3 separate regions of the Mus musculus genome follow, and all the other regions are linked to region 1. Evidence: chromatin contacts called from public HiChIP or PLAC-seq and promoter capture Hi-C data. All regions are on one chromosome and are shown on one strand. Each heading gives the region's core, a stretch centred on a gene start, on an enhancer-like site or on the middle of the called end of the contact. The rest is flanking DNA. Distances are from core to core; before and after follow the strand shown.

The links. HiChIP or PLAC-seq counts read pairs in DNA pulled down with a chosen protein or histone mark. Capture Hi-C pulls out chosen DNA fragments and counts their contacts.
Region 2: an H3K27ac HiChIP or PLAC-seq map of hepatocytes shows a contact between it and region 1, with 9 times the contacts expected there. The contact joins two enhancer-like sites. A contact is called at or near these places in 1 of 39 promoter capture datasets (the C10 cell line), 1 of 15 datasets of contacts at CTCF or cohesin (large pre-B cells), 7 of 484 Hi-C or Micro-C datasets (B cells, the G1E-ER4 cell line, bone marrow-derived macrophages and 3 more), 2 of 115 datasets of contacts at active chromatin or transcription factors (hepatocytes and microglia) and 1 of 9 other capture datasets (adipose tissue).
Region 3: a contact with region 1 is called in a promoter capture Hi-C map of liver. The contact joins two enhancer-like sites.

What each region holds. Positions count from the first base shown.
Region 1 is chr12:80,183,348-80,186,101 of GRCm38.p6, forward strand. It overlaps Actn1 (actinin, alpha 1), which reads right to left. Exons shown (of 21, transcript NM_134156.3): 9 at 1,460-1,552; 10 at 46-276. Among named protein-coding and RNA genes, the nearest start is that of 2310015A10Rik, 52 kb to the left of the region's middle. Within about 2 kb of position 1,319, at least 9 of the 459 cell types and tissues checked have an H3K27ac peak or open chromatin away from gene starts, as enhancers often do. A contact at or near this core is called in hepatocytes and liver, where this site is marked.
Region 2 is chr12:79,353,424-79,356,177 of GRCm38.p6, forward strand. The region is part of intron 7 of Rad51b (RAD51 paralog B); the gene reads left to right. Among named protein-coding and RNA genes, the nearest start is that of Rad51b, 58 kb to the left of the region's middle. Within about 2 kb of position 1,333, at least 56 of the 459 cell types and tissues checked have an H3K27ac peak or open chromatin away from gene starts, as enhancers often do. A contact at or near this core is called in hepatocytes and liver, where this site is marked.
Region 3 is chr12:79,599,117-79,601,870 of GRCm38.p6, forward strand. All of the region lies in intron 7 of Rad51b (RAD51 paralog B), which reads left to right. Among named protein-coding and RNA genes, the nearest start is that of Gm36048, 200 kb to the right of the region's middle. Within about 2 kb of position 1,360, at least 157 of the 459 cell types and tissues checked have an H3K27ac peak or open chromatin away from gene starts, as enhancers often do. A contact at or near this core is called in liver, where this site is marked.

The DNA of each region.
Region 1 (2,754 bases), core at 69-2,568:
GATGGAGGTGGCCAGGCAGGCCCCAGACTTGCCCCTGGCACTCACCGAGACCATCCTGCCCTCGGAGGGCATGAAGGCAGGCCGGTTGCTGAGCCGCAGCTTGGTCTGCAGCGTGTTAAAGTTGATCTCCAGCTGGCACTTCTCCTGCACCTTGGGCGGCTTGTGCAGGCGTCTATAGTCTCGGAAGTCCTCCAGCTTCTGCTGCATGGCATGCATGGTGTTCTCAGGCACCCGATTCTCCAGCCATGGGATGGTGCGGCGGATCCACTCCAACAGCTACAGTGGCAAAACAGAGGAAAGGCACAGGGTAAGGATGCGCAAAGGCCAGCTTGCCTTTCTTCCACTCTCCCTTCCAATTACCTACAAAGACCTCACCATGGCTTGCAGCAAGGCTTCTGGGTGCTTCCTCCAAGTTGACCAGGATATGGTCAATTCAGAGCCCACACCCCTCATCTTCTCTGCCCTGATACGGGAAGAACCAAAGAACCACAGGATTCTCTAAGAGCAAGGAGACCTGAGCTTAAGTCTAGCCAGGCCTCAGTTTCTTCATCTACACCAAGCAGGGGTGTAATAGAATGGGAACCTCTGGCTCCAAAAGAAAGAGGCTGGCTTCTGGGACAGCCTATATTTCTAGCCTGGAGCCATGGTGAGGGAGAGGAAGAAGATCCAGGATGGATGACAGGAAGCATACGAACACCTGCATGATGCCAGGCATGACCCACAAAGTGACTCACAGGAATACTACATAGTCAAGTGCTACTATCACCCCCACACTATGGAGGAGGCGCCCAAGGCTCTGCCAGGTCACGCAGCCTGCTGTGGTGACTGGCTGAAGCAGTGAAGCAGGGATTAAAGCCAGGGCAACTGGCTCTCACTCAGCTGGAGGGCAAAGCCACCGAAAGGCCAGGGGAGCAGGTCAAAGGGCTGGATTCTGTCACGGAAGAAGCACCTTAGCCCAAATGGTAGCTGGTCAGCTGATCGACTGCTTCCCATCCTGTCCCCTGCTGGCCTGACTACTAAGTACTAAGTACTGCTAAGTACCAAGCCTGAGACAGTACTGAGCCCTCTCAGGCACATGTCTTCTAAGTACTTGGCATAGCCCTGTACTATGTAGTTCAGGCAAAACTTCCCAAGGGGCAGTTTACCAGACTGCAAATGCTTCTAAGATCCCAGGTCTCAACTCCCATTCAGTAAGTGAAAGAAAAAGCAAGAGCCAGAGAGGCGAAGGCATTTCCCAGGCCCACTGTAGCCCAGAGACCATCTTTCCTGTTTTCACTTCTGCTCTCCCAGAGGCCCAGAACCAAGCTGCCCTGTGTTAACTGTGATTGGATCATGCACTACACCAGCCTGGGACTGTGCCCACAGAATGACAATACAGGTACAGATCCTGGGAGCTTCACTCTCTCAGGGTGTCATACATGGCCTAGCTGGGGCCAAGGTAGAACAGAGGGGTACCCACATCACTGGCCAGCTTCTCATAGTCTTCCATAAGCTGCTCGTTCTCTTGATTGACCGCCAACACTTTGCAGATGCGATTGGCTGCTGTTTCTGCCTGGAAACGAGATAGAGAAAGTCATGACCAGCCTGCCCCAGCAGCAGGGGTACCTAGACACACCTGTGCCAACAACCCCTTCCACCCTGCTATCCTATGCGGTTGGAAAGAAGCCCCTGAGGCTCCAAGTCACATCCCCCCTCCCTCCACTGGCTTCTGCATCAGCACCTCTTTGCCAGCCCTGGACAAGGGTTGATTTTCATCACGCATGCTGGGAAGAAATGAATCAAGTAACTGAGGCATCCAAAATCTCAGGCCAGGGGGAAAAACGAAGAAACTCATGCCCAGCCTGGAATTCCAGGAGTCACAGGACTTGGGATTTTGAGCTGGATTTGATGGGATTTTGAAGATGTGAGTCTTCAAGTCTGAAAGCCTGAGGAGAAAGTGCTGGCTGATAGTGAAGTCTCTCAGTCAGGACTCCTGGCTCAAAGCCCTTTAGAGAAAAGCCAATGTTGTGGCAGTGCACAGAGGATAAGATGTAAGGCATAAACCAGCACTGGTGCCAAGCCTAGGAAACCCAGAGCAAATACTGATGACTCAACTAAGATCACACCGTGCACCAAGCACTGGGCCACGACAGACCAGAGATTGTCCTCAGCATAGAGAAGAACAAGGGATGGAAAGGTAACTAGCCACAAGGCCTAGCCCCATGAGACTCGGCCTCTGGAGGCTGGAAAAGATGCTCTGTATTCAACAGCAGCAGGGACCCTGTGCTCCAAATCCACTTCAATGAAGTGAATTTGGTTATTTTGTTTGGTTGGGTTTTTTTTTTGTTTTGTTTTGTTTTTTTTTTTTTTGAGATAGTGTCTTATCATATAGCCCTGGCTTTCCTGGAACTCAACTCTTGTAGACCTGGCTGGCCCCAAATTCACAGAGCTCTGCCTGCTTCTGCCTCTGTGCTGGGTGTAAAGGCATTCGCTACCATGCCTGGCCCACTTGAGTGGTTCTGAAGTTGAGTTGCTTCCTTATACATATGCCAACCGTACACTTTGATTTCAAAGCTCTTTCGGGACCACAAGGTAGAAAGGAGACAGTTTAGGTATAAGGGACAATGCCTATGAGCCTGTGAGAAGGTAGATTTGAACTCTGAGACCCTAGGACAGGTGACCTGGTGTAAGAGAAAAGGCTGAAAAACCCAAATTTGGTTGATGAACAAAAAGATCTTCTGTTATCACAAAATGAGACCGAGTGTGAAGAACTTC
Region 2 (2,754 bases), core at 83-2,582, 830 kb before region 1:
TAATAAAAAGGCATAAATTCAGAATACTGATGACAACCGGGCAGCTGCCTGGTGGGAAGATGGCTTCTACTGCCCCCGTTGTGTCTCGTCTTCTGGGGCTACTGGAGTGCAGCAGCTGTGTAGAAAGCAGCAACATTCACGTCAGCATGTTCTAGTCACTGAATGTGTGAGACCAGCGTCTGACAGTGTTGTTTGCTTGGTGAAGGTCACTTCTTGGTGATTGTGCTTTGGTGTGTCTGTCTCCAGCATGGTTATTTACACCTTCAAGACCTAATCTAGCCAGGCACTGTCAAAGCTTCATAGACAGATACCATCACTCTGTAGATTAGGGTTTCAACAGAGAATTTTGGGAGAGATGTAAAATTTTAGTCCACAGCAAATTATCAGATTAGAGATATTCCACCCACCCCCCATCTTCCTTTCTTATTGCTGGGAATTATCTCTAGGGTCCTGGCATGCCACTGAGTTACATTAATAGCTTTCTAGACAGAAAAAGTGCTAATTAAAAGAGTAGTTGGCAGGTTCATAGGCACGCATTTCATAGCCATGCCTTGTAACCTACACAGTGTGTGTGTGTGTGTGTGTGTGTGTGTGTGTGTATTCTTTTGCATTTATCAAATGTTTTATTTTTATTTTTTAAAGTCATGGTGTTTTGCTGGTTAAATATATTCCAACTTGAATCGTTTTAGAACTTTTGCTTATGTTAAGTTGCAGGAGAAAGCACTGGAGATGCTGGCTTAGCCAAACTATCATCTCTTACATTCCCACTTTATTCAGCCATTCACTTTTTTACTGTAACTTTCTTGAAGCCAAGTTACAGTCAAATGAAGGAAACATGTTAATAAAACCGTAAGTGTGAGGAGTGGAAAGAGATAGATTAAGAAAGAGAGAGTTGTCATCTGGGAAACACAACACCAGTGAGGTAGAGACCTTTCCCACGGTCTGTGTCCCGTGTCTGCCCCAGGTTTCCATTACTCCACTCAGACCCATTGTCCAGGTCAAAAGCGTTCTAGCTGGTCTGGCCCCCGACATTTAAGTATTCATTACCTCAGTCAGTGCATGCATATCTGTATTTAATGATGTTTGTGCTTGCTTACTTAGGGCTTTTAAACTCTTTGCCGTTTTAGAATTCAGGGTCATCAGTGTGTGTATGTGGGATAAACCCCCAACCAAACAGAAAACTATGATTTCCCCTTTCATCTGTGTCCCATGTTATACCAATGTTCCCTGAAAATAGCAACAGTTTTCTGGGAAAGGTCCCGACTGAGGCTGTTCTCACCCTTTACCCCGGCTCTCCAATTCATGTTTCCATCTTCCAGTGTGGTCATGTGCTTGCCCAAGCCTGGCTTGTGAACCGTGGAGGATATTCGTGGGGTTTTGTTTTTTAAGCCATACACTGTGCACATGATGCAGTATTTAATTTGGAACGAGCTCCAAGTTGAGTCACACGTGCTTCTTGTGGTGTTTATCTTGGAGTCCACATGTAGGAGGAAAGTATTTTTGCATTTTATACATCTGGACACTGTTCATGGTCTTTCTGTGACTTGGGAATTGTGTGTGGGGCAAAATCCAAGGAATAGTATTAAAATAACACGGAGTTATAATGAGGTCCGAGTGCAGCCCCTCAGGAGTACCCTTCTGATCCCCGCAGAGTTTGACTTTGGACGTGGTGAACTTTTTCAGCTGTGTGGTTCACTGGTGGCCTGAGTAGATTGGTGGACTATAAATTACCCGACACCCTCCCATGCAGTCCGTGTGCTGCTAGACATGAAGTCTAAACGTCTTTGGCAAATTTGGTTCTTTAAGGGGAGTGTTTTGACTTGATTTTGTATGGGGCAAGATAGGCAAACTGAGTTCTGCTCACGGCTGCCCTGCCTGCTAATCCACTGCACCTTATGAGACTTTTTAGGGTCTCTCATTGATCTTCTGCTCCTCCCTCAGTTCATGCATCCAGAACTACAGTGACCCCGAGACCATCTCAGGCTGTGTGTGAGGGTTGAGGGCGATGGAGGTGATGGTGGTGTCCGTCGTGTCTGCTGACTTTATCCTTTTTATGATCTCACACAGGAGGTTGTCATTTAAAACAGGGTAAATGTGATGTGGTTGCTCCAGTGCCAGGTTTTGGGTAGGGGTCTGCTAGAATAGGGCAGGTGAGAAGAGCGTATAGAATGTTGCTGCTCTGAGTGAGATTGCATACGGACAGTGGATAGGGTTGCTTCTTTGTCCCTCAGCCTGGTTTCCTTTAGTATCTGCATGAATTCTGTAATGCAGATGCAAGCTGGGAAGGCAGAGTAAAGCTTCAAATGGACTGGCCCTTGAATGAAAGAGGGCAATGTGTTGTCCATCATTTGGGTGGAAAGCTGTTTGGATCTTTACTTTCTATATAAGGGCTGTTTGCTTTTCCCTTCTTTCAATGTATTAAAGAGAAGAAAAATCTAATAAAGTAATTGGACCTACTGGTTATAATTCATACAGAATTTTCAAGTGTGTTTAATAGTGGTCTCTCATACAACTTTAAAGAAATGAATAATTGGAGAGGAAGGGTCACAGTTGTGTTGTAGTTTGGGACCCAGCAGAGTCCGAGGAGGTTTGAGTGATTGGGTGAACTGCTCATCTGGGAGCTGTTTCTTTTGGCTGCCTTTTGTGCCTCTCCTTGGGGACAGCCCTCCTTTACTCTTATAATGTATTTTGCAACTTTCAGTGAGAAAATAGCCATCAAAAATGAACCGTTAGTAAATAAACACATTCTGGTTC
Region 3 (2,754 bases), core at 110-2,609, 580 kb before region 1:
CAAGGTCCTTGTGACCTATAAATCAATGGCTAAGAGCCCTTGCAGTGAACGGTGGCATGTGTGTGTTTATGTGACTATGTGAGATACATGACAGTGTTTGCTGCTTTGGGGAAAGAACCTGAATCTTTTCTGATAAGTAAGAGAATTAAGCAGAAATTTTTGCCTAAATCTTTTGGGGTTATTGTTGTTGTGTTAGTGGATGAGAGCCTAAGAAGTTGTATAAGAGAAATGAATGACATTAAAGAGAGAAACAGACACACAAGACCAAGAAATAATCAAGTCTAGAACATCTTACTGACACACTATTGATAGCACACTCACAGTAAACATCATCGATGCCTTGATAGGGCAGAAAGATCTGGAAATAAAAACCCCAGCGATTCATCTGTTTAAACAAAAGAAAGGAGATAATGTGGAGAGGCAGTGAAATGGAGGCTGAGATGAGATGTGAGTATTGAAGACACACACATGAGAAAGCCACTAGGCCCTACCCCAGTGTAGCATTGCAGGTAAGAGAGAAACCGGAAAGCACACTTGCCCTGCTCAGACACACTATCTGCAGCACATTAAGCATCTAAAAGTTAATGATACCAGAATAGTATCTTCAAAAAAAACCAAAATCGTAAAACAGAAATTAAGGCCCCAGTAAAACATTTGGGAGAATTTGAATAGATGTAGCAGGGAACCAGAAAATAATTCAAAACTTCAACTGGAAAAGTGATTTTAAGTTGTGCCTGCTATGTAACAACTGGCAAAAAGAGAGAAGGGAAAGGGAGGGAGGAAGAGAGGGAGGGAGGAAAGGGAAGGGAAGGGAAGGGAAGGGAAGGGAAGGGAAGGGAAGGGAAGGGAAGGGAAGGGAAGGGAAGGGAAGGGAAGGGAAGAAGGGAAGGGAAGGGAAGGGAAGGGAAGGGAAGGGAAGGGAAGGGAAGGGAAGGTAAGGGAAGGGAAGGGAAGGGAAGGAAAAGAGAAGAAAAGCAAGATGGTGCTGTATTTCCTGAGTTGTGAAACCAACCTGTCCTGACAGAAGAAGAGAACCGCCCCACACAAACACACACACGTACACACACCCCGACTGATGGCCAAGCACAGTGTGTGTACGTCTAATTTCAACCTCACAGTTAAAAGTGAAGCCAGGGACTGAGAATACTATCCACTGAGAGAAAAAAAGCAGAGGGGATTTTCTGAGCCAGATCCAAAATCATAAGGCTCAGGGGGAATTACTTTGATTTTGTCAAGTCAGAGCACATAGCCAAAGGCAGCAGACATGGGATATTGTCAGAGGTAAATCACCCGGCTAGGCCTGCTCTGTCTTATTGCAAGGTCAGAGGAGCACGGCGAGCCGGCCAAATGTTTCCAACCATGGAAATCCCCTAACTTTCCAACTGCTACAGTCCCACAGCTCCGAGGCTTTACTCACAGCAGGGCTCTGTTCCAGCTTTCAAAGCTCTCCAAGTTGATTAATCATTTTCTTGTTCTGACTCATTCAGGCTTCTAGAAAAAAATAGCTAAAGGTACTAGATGGGCTGGGTGGATCAGGGAGGTCAGATAAATTGGCTTGATGTTAGTCTATACAAAAACCTAGAAGAAATCGCCAAAAGTCTTTCGGCCTACCATCCTCCAGTGCTATGTATGGTTTGGGGCCAAAGGCCATTGGCTCGTTCCATGTGTTTAAAGCAGAATATTTCTGTGTGCATTAGCAAACTTGGGTATGCGAGCATTCATTTCTTAATGTTAAGGTAAGTTATTATAGGCTAGTAACTTAGAATTAGGATTCCATTTGTATCTATGCAGATGGACTGTGGACCCATGTATAAGCCTCTAACACCGACAATGTCAAACACATATACAGTGTTTATTATTTATCAGGCACTGTGTGCTTTTACCAAGAGACAAGTTTACAGCACTGAAAGGTCAATTTTGATCATCTTAGCCAAGGCCATACATAATGATTATATTATTTGGTCTGGCTAATATTCCCCACCATGAAGCTTATATTTTAAAAAATAAATTGTTTTAGTTTATGATTATATTGAGTCATACTGGAATGTCTGCTTCTTTGCTTTTGTAACACATTAATCTCTGGGCTTATTCATTGAGTTCATAGACGCTTATTACGCACCTGAGTGTACTAGTCATCAGAGAGAAAATTGTAAATCCTAAGATGCCACCTCAGACCTGAGGACATACACTGTGCTAGTGCCTTTTAACTAAGCAAACAAAACACATGGAGAAACACAGAGCATGAAACAACTATTTCTGCAAAGAAAAGGAGACAGTAGAATTGGGAATTTATGAAAAATCTGAATTTTCCGAGTGTTAAGGTTGGAAGGAACAGCACCATCATAGGGAATGGTTTGTATGAATGCTGAAATGTTTGAAATGGCATAGCATGCTGGAAATAGAAAAATAATCGTAGAGTCATGGTGGGGAGCTGAGTGGGTTAAATTAAACGGAGATGGTGATGGGCCTTGGGTAGAATACTCAGAGTTGCAGAAGAGCTCATGGTAGTTTAAAAGAAAGACAACAACTTTATTGGATTATGTTTCAGAAAAAGAACTCTGAAGATAATGTGGAATAGGTCTAAAGGGGAGCAGAGGCCAGACAGAAAGCGTCTGTGTGTCCCCTGAGGGGTAGCAGCAGTGGGAAAGGAGAACAAGATCCAACACGGATTCAGAAAGTACAGAGGGGAGACTGCAGTGGGGAATTGAGAACAGACCATGATGTTTGGGTAATCCCTGGGTTAAGGATGCGGTG